Linked DNA regions of Sus scrofa: regions 2 and 3 are each linked to region 1. Evidence: chromatin contacts called from public Hi-C and promoter capture Hi-C data. All regions are on one chromosome and are shown on one strand. Each heading gives the region's core, a stretch centred on a gene start, on an enhancer-like site or on the middle of the called end of the contact. The rest is flanking DNA. Distances are from core to core; before and after follow the strand shown.

Region 1 (3,410 bases), core at 464-2,963:
GAAAGAGTCGTATGGTCGCTGTCCATTAAGAGAGCAACTGTGGTTTCTATAGAGCAATAGTCAGGCTTCACCCAGAGCTGAGTATAAGAATAATTCTGGGAATTCTCATTGTGGCTCCGTGGGTTAAGGATCTGGCATTGCTGTGAGCTATGGTATAGGTCACAGATTCGGTTTGGATCCTGCATTGCTGTGGCTGTGGTGTAGGCCACTGGCTCGGCTCTGTTTCCATCCCAAGCCTGGGAACTTCCAAATGCCTTGGGTGCAGCTCCAATTAGACCCCTAGCCTGGGAACCTCCATATGCCACAAGTGCGGCCCTAAAAAGACTAAGTGTTATTAGATAAAGTTGCTAGCAAAACACACACTAACCTTTCTCTAAGGCCACTGTGCTCTTTCCCCGAGAATTTTAAGCAGAGTCTAAAAATGAGGATGTGGGTTCAGTCCCACACTCACCGAGTTAAGGATCTGGTGTTGCTGTGGCTGTGGTGTAGGCTGGCAGCTGCAGCTCTGATTTGACCCCTAGCCTAGGAACTTCCATATGCAGCAGGTGTGGCCCTAAAGAGGAAAAAAAAGAAAATTCTGGCCCTCGGTGACCACTCTGTTGTGGTACACAGACAACTTCCGTACTCTAGACAAATAATCCAGTGCCCTGAGACACACCCAGTGAACCAACTTCTTCTCACAGGTGGAGTACAGGGGTGACAGAATTAGTTTAGGAACACAGGTCAGTGGCTCCCACACACTGAGACTGCAACCCCAGTGAGGGAACCCGTCGTCACCCTTCTCTCAGCACTAAAGGGAGACACCAGCCAGGAGGGCTGGCTCTTACCCAGGCAGGCTTGTTGGCTGTCTGCTGTGTCTGCCTTCTTGAGACATTTGGCCAGGAGGATCAGAGACAGCGGAGAGAGAAATGCAATAACCTGAACCAGAATATGTCAGGGGTTAAAATACAAAAGATAAAATCGCACATAAAACTTCCCACAAGTATGAAAATAGCTCCTACAAGAGAAGGACGGAAGTGAAGGCACAGCTCACCTGTTAGACCTGTTACCCTGCAAATGCAGTGTCCAGTGTCTGTCTGCGCTAAACTGGGCACACAGTACCACCAGGAGCACCCATCACCCGTATACTAAATGACCAGTTACCCCGGGCGCCCTAAAGCGTCCTCAGAACCCGTATCTTGAGCCAGAGTGGATGGGCACCTTGTTCTGTAAATCCGGATCTTAAATACAAAGTTTTAGCACATCAACAAAGGTCATTTTGGAGACAGGATGAGCCCCTCCCACTTCCCAACATTAAACTCGAACGAAGGTCAAAAGGAAGGCTGGTTCTCACGCACAAACATCGGCTTGGTAGGGAAATACTCTGCTTCAAAGTACGGATTCCGATAAAGCCACATCTCCTCGGGTTGGATGAGCCTCTGAAAGGGCGGGAGCAGCTCTGTTACCCTAAAGGGGGAACACAAAGGTGCAGGCGCGTCGGCAGCTTCCCGGAAGCGGGCGGAGCCTGGAGGGGAGGCGGATCTGCTCTCCACCGGGCGGCCGGGGGTTGCGGGGCTGGTCTCCGGGGGTCCGAACCCAAGTCCTTACAGGAAGGCCGCAAACAGCGCGATCCGCACGCCCACCTCGGCCCCCAAGGCCGCTGCCGCCACTTTCCCCATCACTGGATGCGGCTGACGTGGCTGCAGAGAGGAAGGTGCTGGGGTGGTGGCAGCGAAGCTGCACCCGGTGTCAGGGGCGGAGCAAGGCGGGGCGGGGCGTGGGAGAGGGAGGGGCGGAAGTGAAGAATCGCCACTGGCATTCGTCCCCCTCCCGTCACCTCGTGGTTTCCAGACTTAGTACTTTGCAGAGGCCCGGGCCTTCCCTCCGTGGAAGCCACGCAGACCCCACGTTTCCGGATCCAAGTGTCTTAGCAGCGTAGCACATTAGCACGTGGCTCCCTCCGTACACCGCTCGGGAGCCGCCGGCTGTAGGCCTTGCTGGCTGGGCTGGACTTTCTGGGTGTTTCAACCCCCTCACTCCCCGCCCCGGCCCAGAATGGCCTCTTGCCCATTGAGTTGCAGCAAGAACTTACAGGCAATGAATAAGTCCACATGTTTAATTTGGAACATACAGGACAATTTATTTAAGTCGGTCTCCAAGCAAAATCTGAAATCAGTGGAATGTCATTAAAAACCTTTCCAAATTAATCCTCACGGAAGCAAAAAACACATTTGAATTCCAAAGTATTTGTAAAATAAAAAAGGGCAACATCTCAGTAAATATACAAAAATTATATGTTCCTACCAGCACGCACAGTAGTAAGAAGCTTAAATATTACAAGCAATCCTAAATATACTATAACTGGTCAACAATAAGCTATCTATATACAGGTTAACCAAGCTTTACACATTTCACACTATGCAATAAAACATAGGCCAATCAACAAAATCCCCAAAATATCATATATCTTGAAGTCTATGTGGCAACATCAAGTCATTATACAGTAATGCCCTAGTGAACCCCCCAGGGAGAATGAACACCAATCCCTTAGTGTCAGGAGCTTCTAGCCAAGTCACAGAAACTCAAAAGAGATTGACTTTAGTGAATATTGATGCTTTGTTATTAAAGACTCAAGTCTCAAGTGATTTAGGCAAAATAACATTTCACAGGATCTACAAAGTTTATTACAGATAAAGTACAGAAATAACCAATCTACAAAGGTCATTATAGATAAAGATCACGAGGAAATGAAAACAGAATCTGTAGGTATCTGTGTTTGTTGTGCAATATCACAAGTGGATACAAATGAATTTCTCATATCAATTCCAATTTTGCACACACCCTTGTATATAAAAAGAACCTTATTAGCCAGTTATAATCTTCACTTAGCATCGTGGTTATTGGTGGCAATGTGATTTTCTTTTTTGACAAAGGGTATGTGACAGCACAATGAGATAAAGAGCAGTATTAGTGACAACAAAGTAAAAGTGAATTTTATCCAGTCCACTTCTAAACTGTCAAGGATACCACATAAATCCCTCACCGAGGTAATCTGCTGGATACGGAGAGCCACCCGCACACAGCGGAGCTCTGTGGAGGTCGGGATAGGAGCTCGGGCCCCAGGGCGCTTTCTGGCCAATGAGCAGATGCACTGATGCCACACAGGCAAACTAAGGACCGAAGAAATGACTTTGGCAACTATTCATCTTTTCCCTTTTTTTCTTACATGTTAATGACTTGGAGAGGCTACCAAAGGAAGGTAATTCTCTTCCTCTCCCCTTCATACATTAAGTGCCACAAGCATCTGAACTTGTCACTTAAGCAATGGACTGAAAGAGGAAAGAACGGAAATAGGCTTGAAACACACAGGCTACACACACCCAGCATTTCAGGAGTGTAACATTAAGTGCAAATTTCTGTTTTTTTCCCTA
Region 2 (3,548 bases), core at 285-2,784, 360 kb before region 1:
GACCCAGGCCAGAGGCCTCCTCTGCTCTGGTCTCTGAGAAGTTCCCTGGCCTGTGAACCAGAGGATTGGGTGGCAGGCCTGCCCTGGGCCGTGGCTCTGTGACGACCCTTCCTAGGAATGCAAGCCCGGCCCCTGCCAGCCCTGCAGAGGGCTCCTGCTGAGGGAGGCCCGTCTTCTCCCTTCCTCCATTTGCAGTCACTATTTATTTATCTTTGGAAGTTGAAGGAACCAGAGCCTGCAACTGGGACAGACCTGTGGAGCCAGAAGGAGCCAGTGTCTGGGCCTGGCATCTGCCGCTCATGTGAGGGAAAGAAGCCATTCCCAGCAAAGGGGGTGGGGGACCCAGCTGATATGCCACTGTACTAGGAAAGGTGCCACATACACCAGCAGAGCCAAGGGCACACAAAGACGGTGACGGTCACTACAGTGGCCGATTCGGTGGCCCAGCGAAGGATGGGAAAAGGAGCTCTGCCCAGGAACCCCTCAACCCTGGTAGCCTCATCTCCACAGCAAAGGTGCCATTTCTACTCCTCACCCCCAGCCTGCATCTCCCTGCAAGTGTCAGAAAAGGCAGCCTCTGTGGGAAGACAAGAAGCAGACACATTGGGCCACACTTCATTTGTCCCTCTGTCCCAGCTTGTGTTTCAGTCTATCTGGGAATCAAGGTGATTTTCAAACCCATCTGAGTGCCCTCCCACCACCACCGCTAACCAGTTTTCAGGCAACAACTTGCATTCACAAACTAGGGGGCAGGCAGGGCCCCACTTTGACCCCCAAGATTCTACCCCCCCCATGTGTCCTTAGAGCTGCCTAGAAAGGGCCCTCCTGACTGGGTACAGTGCTTTTTCCACTCCCAGCACACACCCCTGCTTTTCCCTTCTCCATCCCCCCCATTCCCACTGTTCCCCCAAACACACACGTGGATGTGGAAAAGGTAGGCGGTGGCAGATCTAGCCTGTCTGCCTTGGCCTTTGACCCCTCCTAGGCAGAAAGACATGCACCCCCCACTGGGCGAGGTCAGCCAGCAGCAAGGAGGGTCTGAGCCTCCTAAGACTTGGCTACGATCCTGCAGTGAGTGCCGGCCTCCAGACTGGCCCATCAGGTCAGGGGTCAAGGGAAGCCGAGCCTCAGCAACCCCAGAGCAGTGAACAAAGTTAAACCAAAACATGGACATCTCTGGCCAAGCCCGCAGGTCAACGAAAGTCCCAGAGATATGGGGTGCAGGCTGGACAGGAATGAGTGAGGGAAGATTTTGTGAAAAGTGACGGCGGTTGGCTTTGAGGTCGGAGATGGGTTGTCAGGAGGAAGATTCCTGCCTCAGGGGAGAGGGGCGGGAGTGAGAAAAAGTCTACATTCAAGGCGGGTGCAGGGAACTTGCGGGGCCTCAAGCCGGCTGGCCCGCTCAGGCTCCGAGGAGGGCAGAGGCCTGGCTGCGTATCGGGAGGCGCTAGGGCCTCGCGGACGGACGAGCTGGCGAGGGGAGGGCGCCCGCTCGGGAGGGAGGGAGGGGGCTGGCGGCGGCGGGAGCGGCGCCGCGCCGAGCTGCCTCCATCCATGGCACGGAGCGGCGGCGGCGGCGGCGGCGGCGGCGGCGGCAGGAGCCCGGCGCGATCCGCTAGGTCCCAGCCCCGCGCAGAGCGAGCAAGCGCCGCGGAGGGGTCCGGCCTCAACCGGCCCGGGAGAACCGCGCAGAGACTCGGGCCGCGACGCCTGGGGCCGCCCGCGCCGCGCTGACAGCCGCGCCCGCGTCCTCCCCGCCGGGGCGCTCGCCGGACATGCCCCCGGGGCGCGGCGGCGGGGACCCCGGGGCTTGCCTCCGCCCAGGGCCCCCCGCCCCGCCCTCGGGCGCCCCGGGCCCCCGCTGAGCACGCCTCCCGCACTCTCGGATCCCTCTGGCCGGCGCGCAGACGGGCCCCAGCGCTGTCGGTCCCCGCGGGGCGATGGGCTGATGGGCACCGCGGGACGCAGGATGCGGGCGGCGCCCGCGCGCCTGCTGCTGCAGCTGCTACCCTGGCTGCTGCTCTTGGTGCCCGGGACCTGGGGCGCGCCCGGCTGCCCGGTCCCCATCCGCAGCTGCAAGTGCTCGGGGGAGCGGCCCAAGGGGCTAAGCGGCGGCTCATCCAACCCGGCACGCAGGAGGGTGGTGTGCGGCGGCGGGGACCTCCCGGAGCCTCCGGAGCCCGGCCTTCTGCCTAACAGCACCGTTACCCTGTGAGTACCAAACTCGGCCAGCCCAGCCCGATCCCCGACGAGGGGACGAAAGGAAACCAGACGGGAGGGGTGAGAAATGGGGGACCGAGAGGATGCCAACACTTCAGAGACTCTAGGACAGGCCTGGTCCAGAAGAAGAAAAGGGAGGCTTGGAGAAGCAGGGGGAAAATTAGAGCTCCAGGGGTGTCGAATGAGGAAGGAGCATGGCGTGGAGTGGGGGTGGGGGCGTCCCAAAGAGAGGCAAGGCGGACGCCCACTCACCTGCACAGGTGAAGGGGAATGCGCGCTGGCGGGACGCCCACGCCCCTTGAGTTTCCAGCCGGGGCTGGTGTTGCGGACTTCGGGGACCTGAAGTGGGCAGGCTCGGGGAAGGCTCAGGGAAGCTCGACGCCTGCGGCCCAGTAGGTGGTTGTGGTCTTTACCACCGCGGACGCGTCCCTGGCGGCACGCCGATTCACTCCGCGGGCCTGGCTCCTCCAGTTGGGGGCGCCCCATTCGACCCTGAAGCCTGCCAGCCCCGCTTGCAGATCTTCTCTCTAGCGCAGGCGGGAGGGTGGGCTCGGAAAAAGTCTGTCCTCGGGGTGCAGGCGCTTCTGGGGTGAACAAGACCCCAGCGTCCCGATTCTTCTCGGGCCCCTCTCCCGCCCGCGCGCATCTGTGAAGTGAGCTCTGTTTTGGGTCCTGCATCCGTCCCTCTTCTTTCCCTCCCCGGATATAACACGAGCTTTGGCTGTTTCTCGATTGACTTCTTCGCGTAGGGATTGCGAAGACAGAAACCTGGCTGAGGTCGGAAGGAGGCTGCCTGCTAGGCTCCTTCGGTCTTCCCAAGTTTCCCTTCTCAGCTGGGGCCTTATTAAACTCTCACTTTGACGGCAACTAGCGCGGCCGGTCGCGCCGCAACCCAAACCCAAACCTCCGCGAGGGGGGTCCGAAATCCCGGCAACAGCGAGAGAATTAGCGACCCCTCCCCACCGCGACGATTTCCTGCGCAGACCACGTGCTTGCAGCTCCACGCACGCGGCGGAGTGGAGGGTCCGGCCCTAGCGGCGGCCCCTTCCTTTCCTGTCCCGGATCCAGCCTACGACGAGCCGCTTCCCCTTCCCTGTCCTCCTGACCCCAGTGGCAACCGTTTCCCCACCGCCCCTTGCCCGGAGTTGGAGCTGGCGCACAGTCTAGCCGATTGTGTCCAGAACAATACAGTAACGCCTCTGGTTGGGTGAGTTCAGAGGCTGCCCGCTTCCTGACAGGACACGACTGGTCAGCCTCTGACGTTGGCCGCCCGGCCTGTATTTTCCCCCAGCTGGGGTGGGTGGGTGTTTGTGTGCATGAGGGGGCTG
Region 3 (3,522 bases), core at 602-3,101, 380 kb after region 1:
ATGCCCCAGGTGGGGCCTAAAGAGAAAAAAAAAATGATAGGCTCTCTAAATTTCAGAATATAAATGCATGTCAATTACTTTCAAGTTCAGGTACCAAAGTCAAACTAGAACAGAAAAAATATCACCTAGGTCAGTTTCACCTCACTAACCAGATAAAAATAATATGTAATCAGTACATCAACTCAACATCTTAAAATTGTTAGCCTCAGCCTATTATGTATACAATTTTTTTTTTTTTTTTTTTTTTTTTTGGCTACAGCCATGGCATGTAGAAGTTCCCAGGCCAGGGATCGAATTCGCGCCAACACTCTGCCATGACAACACCAGATCCTTAACCCACTGAGCCACAAGGGAACTCCCTACTGTATAATTTTTGTAAATGAAGGAGACCTCTAAAACATTTGAAATTATCTAACCTAATGAATTGGCATGAAACCTTTTTTCTTGTAATCTTGTGTACACTATTAATTTGTTTATTATTCACCTTCCTTTAATAAATAGAACAGAGATGTTCTAATTCCCTGTTTGTGGACAAATTTTCCAGTTAGAACTGTGAAAACCACTGAGTTTTATTGCAGGGGTCCATGAGGATCCCAAGTTTCATTGCATTTGATAGTTCACAGACAAGCCACTTACCAGGCCATCAGCAACAACTGAATCAGGATCCCCTTGCACCTCCTGTACCTCCAACTCAGCATCTCCAAGAATCACAATGAGGAATCTTCCTGCTTCATTTCTGGGGGCTGAGGAGGCAGTTTGTAGTGGGAACTGGATCCCATTTGTGATAGCCAATTCCTGCGCTTCCATCATGGAAAGACCTAGAACTGGAGAGGGCCAGGAAAATCATCAATTCCCCTCCCTGCCATGCAGCACATGCCCTACACTGTGGGTAGAGGTGTGCACGTGGGGAAGGCTGGCCCCAGGCAGGACTCTATGAACCCACAGGACATTTTCACTGCCATCTTTATCAATTATTATTATTTTTGTCTTTTTTTGCCCCCTCCCACAACAATGGAAGTTTCCAGGCCAGGGATCAAACCTGTGCCACAACAGTGGCAACGCCAGATCCTTAACCTGCTGAGCCACCAGGGAACTCTGTTATTATTTTCCAATTAGAAGAGGGAGAAGAAAAACAAACAAACAAACCAGTCAAGGAGTTCCTGCTGTGGCACAACAGGGTGGATGGTGTCTCTGCAGTGCCAGGACATGGGTTCATCCCCAGCCAGTCACAGTGGATTAAAGGATCCAGCATTGCCACAGCTATGATGTGGGTCACAACTGCGGCTGGCATCTGAGCCCTGGCCCAGGAACTCCATATGCCAAAAAAAGAAAAAAACAAACAAGACAAACAGCCAAGAGGGATGTGGGTGTGTATATTTCTTGGAATCCAGAGGTTGGGGGTGGGGGTGGGGAGTGATCCATCAAAAATGTTTCTAGTACAAAAGCTGGCAAAACAAATCTCTCTCTCTCTCTCTTTTTTTTTTTTTTTTTTTTTAATCTGAACTGTGTAACAGGAGAAATTCTCTCACAAGGGGAGAGTATTCCTGAGCCAAGTTTAGGCCGAGGAAAAATTTTCCAGCTTGTGAGGAACGAAGCTGACGTTACATTAAGGAGGAAAAAAAATAGTGCTGGAGGAAAAGAGGAAGGGGGGAAAAGGCACCAGGCTTCAAACAGAGGAGCTTTAAATTCCAGATGGGACCACAGATCAGAGAGCTAGGAGGCTGCAGCGATTTCTCCGTGGGGCTCCCAGACCCAGTGGACATTTCCTGTTCTGCCCCTGAACGTTCAAGCCAAAACTTTACAAAACATCCTTTTCCCTAGAACCAAGTGTTTGGTTCGGAGACCCACCCCTCCCCACGTCGGTGATCTCAGAGCCTGCCCTCCCCTTCCTTTCTCGGAACCGCTCCCTGATCAGGGGCGTCAGCTTCCCAGCAGAGGTGATGGAGCCACTGTAGCAGGTGGTGCCAATGGGAGAGAGGAGACCCGGGGACCACCGCCTACGAGGTAGGAACGGGGGCTGCGTGTGCTTGGGTTGTCTGACACTTACGGAGCAAAGCAGAGCCCTTGACCTTTAAGCTCGGGCTGGGGGCGTTTTCTTGACGATGGGACAGTGCTGTGGGTGAGTGGACGCCAGGGACGTCAGGCATTTCTTTCCTCTCTTTCTTTCCAATTTTAACTTTAATTCTTGGGTCTCTGGAAGCACTACCTCTTGTTTGCCTTCTGATGTAGAAGTGTTAGGGTAGAATTCTGGGAATTCCCTGACTTCTTTGTTTCTTTTTCTTTTTCCTTTTCTTTTGGTGGGCAAGGAGTCAAGGAGCATTTGTAAATACCTTCAGCTCTGAGTAGATTCAGAGAGAAGTGATCCAAATGGATGCAGAAGGAAAAGGCATTTTCACCTTGGTGAGCTGTGGTCCAGCTGTTTCCCAGGACCTGTGTCCTGCCCACCAAACTCCCTCCTCCTCCCCGCATCATGGGAATACACACCTTGAGCTGTTTCTCAGGTGTGGGGATGTGAGACTGGAGCTCAATGCTACGCCTTTATGGGCAGAGCCCAGGTGCCCTTGGAGACATCCACGTCTGTGGCGGAGCTAACTGGTCAACCCTGAAGGCTGCATGTGGCCCTCGCCATCATTAGGGACATGCCCCAGCAGTTCGTCCCTGAGAGGCTAGCCTTGGCAGCACCTGCTGACACTGAACTGATACAGAGAATGCAGCATGGCTTCTGCACAAGTACTCAGATTTTTATCATAAACGAACCATTTCAAATGCCCCTTCTCTGAACTCCAATGGTCCTTCTCTAGAGCACACATTTTGCTCCTTATGCACCTATCACCTTGCTGTACTGTTCTCTAACAAGCTAAACAAATGAGAGAATGGATGGGATGCATGAGTCGTAATCTATTTCTTGGTGATCTTAAGATAGCAACTAACTCTTGTTGAGCACAGACTGTGTGCCGGCACCATTCTAAAGGTGGTGGGTATTATCATCATCATCCCCATTTTACAGATGGGGAAACTGAGGCTGGAGACACACCTAATAAATGCAGAGGAGGGATCTGTACTGAGGCCAGGCTGCCCTGCTCCAAACCAAGGTGGGGGTTTGACTCTCGGTCCCCATATTCTCCAGCTGCGTGACTTCAGACAAGGTGAATGTCCTCAGCCCGTTTCCTCATCTGTCAAATGAGACAATAATAACCCCAGCTCACAGACGTGTTGTAAGAGATAAATGAATTTTAAAAGATTATTTTACTGAAGCAGGCGAACAATGTTGACAGATCTTCCCAACCCTGGCAGTGTGAAGTACAAATGTAGAGCTGAAAACCCTCAGGGTTCTGTAGGAGGTAGCCATAGTGCCATGTCAGGGTTTGTGCCTTAACAAGGGACATTAGCATTCATATACCAGCAGGTGCAGGCCTGTAGCTGCCAGCTCGGTTGACTCTAAGCTCCTTCAGGGCTGGGTTCCTCTCATATACAGATCTGCAATCATGGATTTGACCAACTTTGGACCAAGAAAATAAAGTA

Evidence for each region. Promoter capture Hi-C pulls out the DNA fragments that hold promoters and counts their contacts. Hi-C and Micro-C count contacts between places; a contact is called where the count stands out from the background.
Region 2: a promoter capture Hi-C map of liver shows a contact between it and region 1, with 2.4 times the contacts expected there. The contact joins the promoter of ADGRA2 here to the promoter of PLPP5 in region 1. A contact is called at or near these places in 3 of 5 promoter capture datasets (fetal liver, fetal skeletal muscle and liver) and 11 of 47 Hi-C or Micro-C datasets (differentiating spermatogonia, embryonic fibroblasts, epiblast stem cells and 8 more).
Region 3: a contact with region 1 is called in a Hi-C map of subcutaneous adipose tissue, with 2.8 times the contacts expected there. The contact joins the promoter of TACC1 here to the promoter of PLPP5 in region 1. A contact is called at or near these places in 4 of 5 promoter capture datasets (fetal liver, fetal skeletal muscle, liver and 1 more), 18 of 47 Hi-C or Micro-C datasets (alveolar macrophages, brain, embryonic fibroblasts and 11 more) and 1 of 2 datasets of contacts at active chromatin or transcription factors (skeletal muscle).

What each region holds. Positions count from the first base shown.
Region 1 is chr15:48,244,357-48,247,766 of Sscrofa11.1, reverse strand. PLPP5 (phospholipid phosphatase 5) reads right to left here and starts at 1,713. Exons shown (of 8, transcript XM_005671771.3): 1 at 1,588-1,713; 2 at 1,338-1,446; 3 at 828-918. The coding sequence starts at 1,658. It overlaps NSD3 (histone-lysine N-methyltransferase NSD3), which reads right to left. Exons shown (of 24, transcript XM_021075908.1): 24 at 2,094-3,410. All of the region lies in intron 15 of DDHD2 (phospholipase DDHD2), which reads left to right.
Region 2 is chr15:48,609,020-48,612,567 of Sscrofa11.1, reverse strand. ADGRA2 (adhesion G protein-coupled receptor A2) reads left to right here and starts at 1,534. Exons shown (of 20, transcript XM_003133366.4): 1 at 1,534-2,211. The coding sequence starts at 1,949.
Region 3 is chr15:47,859,433-47,862,954 of Sscrofa11.1, reverse strand. It overlaps TACC1 (transforming acidic coiled-coil-containing protein 1), which reads left to right and starts at 1,851. Exons shown (of 15, transcript XM_021075676.1): 1 at 1,851-2,004. The coding sequence starts at 1,968. LOC106506224 (a long non-coding RNA gene) reads right to left here and starts at 1,186. Exons shown (of 4, transcript XR_001301395.2): 1 at 1,147-1,186; 2 at 637-824.